Linked DNA regions of Mus musculus: region 1 is linked to region 2. A link is a contact called in public Hi-C data. All regions are on one chromosome and are shown on one strand. Each heading gives the region's core, a stretch centred on a gene start, on an enhancer-like site or on the middle of the called end of the contact. The rest is flanking DNA. Distances are from core to core; before and after follow the strand shown. Region 1 overlaps Tmem144 (transmembrane protein 144). Region 2 holds the start of 6430573P05Rik (RIKEN cDNA 6430573P05 gene).

The links. Hi-C and Micro-C count contacts between places; a contact is called where the count stands out from the background.
Region 1: a contact with region 2 is called in a Hi-C map of uterus, with 5 times the contacts expected there. The contact joins the enhancer-like site here to the promoter of 6430573P05Rik in region 2. A contact is called at or near these places in 2 of 484 Hi-C or Micro-C datasets (muscle stem cells and uterus) and 2 of 115 datasets of contacts at active chromatin or transcription factors (astrocytes and bone marrow-derived macrophages).

What each region holds. Positions count from the first base shown.
Region 1 is chr3:79,816,940-79,819,639 of GRCm38.p6, reverse strand. Tmem144 (transmembrane protein 144) reads left to right here. Exons shown (of 12, transcript NM_001379543.1): 11 at 2,570-2,623. Among named protein-coding and RNA genes, the nearest start is that of Gm26420, 17 kb to the left of the region's middle. Within about 2 kb of position 1,284, at least 41 of the 459 cell types and tissues checked have an H3K27ac peak or open chromatin away from gene starts, as enhancers often do. A contact at or near this core is called in uterus, where this site is marked.
Region 2 is chr3:79,285,449-79,288,148 of GRCm38.p6, reverse strand. It overlaps 6430573P05Rik (RIKEN cDNA 6430573P05 gene), which reads right to left and starts at 1,294. Exons shown (of 2, transcript NR_165170.1): 1 at 340-1,294. It also overlaps a transcript of Rapgef2 not described here.

The sequences.
Region 1 (2,700 bases), core at 35-2,534, 530 kb before region 2:
TCAAACTCGGAAATCCACCTGCCTCTGGCTCCCAAATGCTGAGATTAAAGGCGTGCGCCACCACTGCCCGGCTAGATCCAAATTCTTTATGAAAGGAAGGAGAGGGAGGAGGAGGAAGGAAGACCCCATTCCCCAGTGCGTGGACCCCCACTCTCTGTTTCCTTTCTGCTCTGGCAATTCTAAAACTAAATACATCATTTAGAAGGCTTCGTTCTCATTAATAGTGTCTATGCACCAAGCATCATGCTAAGTTTTAGGCTTGGCTGCCTGAGACAGAACCAAACCCACCTTTCCTTTCACTTAGATGTCAATGTGTATTATTTTACAAAAAGAAAATACACAGTTCACGCATCCCAAGCAATTGCAGCTACTGTGAAATGGCCTCTCTCTCTCTCTCTGTGTGTGTGTGTGTGTGTGTGTGTGTGTCTGTGTGTGTGTGTGTGTCTGTGTGTGTGTGTGTCTGTGTCTCTCTGTGTCTCTCTGTCTCTGTCTGTCTCTGTCTCTCTCTCTGTCTCTCTCTCTGTCTCTCTCTGTCTCTGTCTCTCTCTGTCTCTCTCTCTCTCTGTGTCTCTCTGTCTCTGTCTCTGTCTCTCTCTCTGTGTCTCTCTGTGTCTCTCTCTGTCTCTCTCTCTGTCTCTCTCTGTCTCTCTGTCTCTGTCTGTCTCTGTCTGTCTCTCTCTCTGTCTCTCTCTCTGTCTCTCTGTCTCTCTCTCTCTCTGTCTCTCTCTCTCTGTCTCTCTCTCTCTGTCTCTCTCTCTCTCTCTCTCTCTCTCTCCAGGGCTCTCCTTTGCCTGGGCTATACATTACATTAGCACAGTATCACTTCCTGAAACCACATATATCTTCACAGCCATGCTCAGAGCATGGGTAAAGGGCAATTTTAAACATCATCAGGTAGGATGCTTCAGAGGCCAGGGCACCCTATGGTCCTTTCTTCTCTGGAGAGAATTGCGTTTTCAGAATGAAGAGGATAAAGATCCCTGAGCAGCCAGTGTAATATTGATGTTTCGGCCCGCCCTTACAAGGCACGTGCTTCTCATTGGAGTTGGATTCCTGAGACAAGCACTTTGCAAATCTGATGTAAGGCGCTTCCTTTGACCTATTTTTCTGCCCCCTTTGATGCTGACTTCGCAGATGGTGATAAGTGGAGAACAGGACATTTTTATTGCTTCCCTTCCGTGCTAGAAGCAGCGGAATCAAACTTTATTGGGCCAGGCCTGTTAGACAGTGGGAGTGGTGTGGGAGAGAGAACATTGTGGAATTGTTTATTGAAGCTCTTCCAGAGTCCCTGCAGCGCTTGAAGAGGAGTCATTAAAATTCTGCTCTCGTAGGTCTCGTCTTCACCGTCTTCACCGACATCGCAGCTAAGCCAACTCCACTGTTTTCCTTGCTGGTGAAAAACATTCCTTCCAGACCTGAACAGCTTCATGTTTTCAAACTGTAGAAATGTGCATTTTCTTGTTTCTTCCCATTTCCCATTCTGTATACTTTTAACTCTTATCCTTGCCTCCAGGAGCTCCCATTGCTTGCTTACATGGATATATATATATCTCCATCCATACATGGATACACACATACACACACACACACACACATATATGTATGCATCTCTTTAGCGTTACTTCAGGTTTAGTGTTAGACAAAGTTGATTGGTCCACATGGTGGCCTGGTACTGCCATTGTCTATCAAAGATGCCCTTGCTTCATTTAGGAGATCAGATCATGTAGCTAATGCTGAGAAAGATAATGTGTAGTCATACGCTTGATTTTATGAATCTTTTTATGTGTGTCTAAGAAGTACATCAAGAGACAAACAAGCTATTTGTTTATTTTAAAAGAGGAAGGTTGGGTTGTTTGTGGTTCAGTTGGTTGGTTGGTTTTTGTATTTAGGTTTAAAACCAGGACTTCCCACACAGGAGGGAAGCACAGTGCCACTGAGGTATAGCCCCTCCCTTTTCCAATATTACTCTGCCTTTTTAGACAGGTTAGCCAGGCTGGCTTTGAACTCAGTCTTTAACCCTGCAAGCCATCAATTTTTAGTTCTCCTGCCTTAGCTTCTCAGGTATCCAGGACTACACACCCACACTACAAGACCTGACTAAAGTAGTTTATTGTAAGCATATTGCACTAAAGAAAATTGTTTAATGTGATAAAATATTACAGCATCACCAAAATAATAGCAATAATGACCATGAAGACAAAAAATAGCAAGAAAAAGAAAGAAAGAAAGAATAAGAAAGAAAGAAAGAAAGAAAGAAAGAAAGAAAGAAAGAAAGAAAGAAAGAAAGAAAGACAAAGAAAGAAAGATAGAGAGAAAGAGAGAGGGAGGAGGGAGGGAGGGAGGGAGGAAGGAAGGAAGGAAGGAAGGAAGGAAGGAAGGAAGGAAGAAATCTGTCTTATTTAAAGATGTTACTTTGATTTTTTGGATGAACGTGGAACTATAGTTTAGATTATAGGGTTGCCTACCCAAAAAAATTATGTTGCTTATAGCTTACTGTATTTTTCTAGGATGCAGTTATATTTTTTTTAAAAATCCAATAAAATTAAAGCCTTTTTTTTTTCAATTTAAGGGTCCTGGACTTATTGCTGCACTTTGGGGGATACTCATTTTCAAGGAAATACAGGTAAGGATGAAGAAATGATTGCTGTCCCCGGATCTCAGTCTTAAGAACTTTGGATAGATGATATATTTCTTCTTTAA
Region 2 (2,700 bases), core at 45-2,544:
AATAACAATTGTCTTTAGTCTCCACACAGACTTCAAACACTGCAATCTTCTTTGAGGCTGACGCTGCACACCTCAAGCCTGGTCAGGAAGGGATGAACTCCCAAGAGCAGGGACATCTTAACACACTAATATGGGCTTTGTACCGGGCAAGTCTGGATTGGAAACTCGCGATCCTGAGAAGGTGCTCTGCCCAGTGGAAGGCAAAGTCCGACCTAGGATTATTCATTCTTGATTATGTCAGAGAACTTGCTGTCTTGGCCTCTAGATTACAACGGGCTGACCTGGTGTTTTCTTGTCCGATGTGATACCAGGTCTGGAGTTGGAAAGCCACATTCCTACCTGACTAACGCAGGAGTCATTTAAGGGTTTAGATGTCAGTGAGCGCGGAAGGTAGGAGAGCAACGTTGTCCTTGCAGTCACTACAAATAAACAGAATCCAAGGATGGTTAATGTTGCCACCGAAGCAAAATCCCAGTCAGCCCTAAGCTTTGGGAAGACCTGCCACTGCAGCCGAGTCCTCACAGGGACCTCTCCCGGGTGGGGTCAGCTTCCAGCCCGGGAAGAGGCGGGAGACGTGCCGCAAGGCCTGGGATGTGGGGTCTAGGCCAGAGAGTCGGGGTGCGGCCGCTCAGCTATGGGATCAACGATCGCAACAGCCCCGGCTGTCCTGGCTCCCACCGCACCTGGCCCCGGCAGAACGCGGCTCTCAGCGAGGGCGCGGCCCCGCCAGGCCAGCGATGGGGCGGGCCGGCGCCACGGGGCGCTCCGCCCCCGATGATGCGGCGGCCTCCGACTGGCCCCCGGCCCGTCACTCACTCCTCACCATGGTTGCAGCACAAAGCAACAAGCCCCGGAGGCCGCTTCCTCCCTGAAGAGTGGCTCCGGCGGCCGCCGAGGCGCAGGAGAAGGAAGAGGCGGGGAAGAGGAGGCGGTCGCCGTTCAGCAGACGCTTGGCGGGGCTGCGCGCTCCGCTCTCGGCCTCGCGCCCGCCGGGGACCCGTGTCTGGCCCGCCGCGCCCGCCCGCCGCACGGACGACGCACAAAGTTGCCTAGAGCGCGGGGGCCGCGCGGGGAGCAGCCGCGCTCAGGCGCCGATGGGGGCGGGCGGCTGGAGCTGCGCGGCCCGCGGGGATGCAGCAGCAGTCGGGAGGCGCGGCCGACAGTAGACGGAGGCGCGGCGCGGCCACGGCGGCCGAGGCCAGCGGGCTCGGTGGCTCCCAGACCTGAGCCGGGCTCACCAGGCTCAGCGCGCGGCCCTCCCTCTCGACCGGCGCGCGAGGACCCGGGACGCGTCAGAGCGAGCGCGGCCGGAGCGGGTAGAGCCAGGGCCCCGCCGGAGAGGCTCCGCCCGCCGTCGCTTGCACCTCCCTAAAAATAACTCGGCCCGCCGGGGCCAGCGCGATCCGCGACCGATCGGGAGCGCTGCCGGGCAGTCGCTGAGTCCGAGTCTACGGACAGCAAGCCGCGAGGAGGAGGAGGGCAGCTCCGGGCTGCACGGACCTTTCGTGCTGTCTGCGCCCCGGCCCCGCGCCTGGGCTGGTTTGCCTCGGGCAGTGGCGCTGGGCCGGGAGGCCGGCGAGTGTGTGGAGCGGACCCGGTGCGCCCCGCAGGGGGAGATGGCGTCCTACGTGGATAATAGCTTCCGCCAAGCGGTGATGAAGAACCCCGCCGAGAGGACCCCCCAGGTGAGACGCGCCGCCACCCGCCGTGGGGTTGGTGTCTGCAGACTGCGCCCTTCCAGTGCCCCGGCACTCCTCTGCTGGGGAAGCATCCCATTTCCCCCATCCAGGACCTTCCCTGCCCCAACTTCCAAGGGCATTCTTTTCAGACTGTTCTGCGATTGCTGCCCTCTCCTCTGCTGTCCTTTTCGTTGCGCTCCCCGTAGCTGACCTTGCCTGCGCCTTTGCGGGACTAGTTGTCTATAGGGTATGCCTTTCTCCGGCCACACTCCTTGGGGTTGAGTCTTGGGGTCAGGTCTCAGCTCCTCTCGGCCGGGTACTCTTGTCACCCTGACTGCAGGCTCAGTTACTCTCTTGCATGTATCCCATCTTTAGAGTTTAGGGGTGTTTAATGAGCTGTAAGCAGGAACTTGCAGGGTTGTGCGATGAACTGACTGGCCTAGGTGGGCCTTGTAAAGTGAAAGCCTGTCTTTAGTTACTACTTTACTTTCTTGAAAGAGGAATGTTGTTATCCATCGAAAGGAAAAAGTTGACAGGCCAGCGCTTTTCATTCCAATTGTAGATGTAAGTGCAGAACAGGCGTATTCGACTCCGTCTTCTTCGCAGGGCAGATTCTTTCGGTTTGCACAATATGGTCAAAATTAGATGAGTGGTTAACGTTTATACAATTGTTTATCCTCAGGTTTTTTTTTTTATTTTTAAACGGAGGGATAGCTGGTGGGTTAGATTTGATTTTTCTTAGATTGGATTAGCGAGGGAGGAGTGTTATAAAAAATGTGGTTTGATTTCCGTTGCTTACTGGCTACATGACGTAGATTCCTAAATGTTGGGATGGCGACTACAGGCGATCCTGCTTGCCAACCCTGCAGGCAAAGAAGATCTACAGATCCTTGGGGCCAGCAAAAACAGCGAGGATCCGATACTTGACAAAAGTTGCTTTGCTTGTCTGGGGATGGGATGCCATCTGTCCAAATCCAAGTGCTGCCCATCTCTGATGATGATTATTTAATGGGCGAGAGAC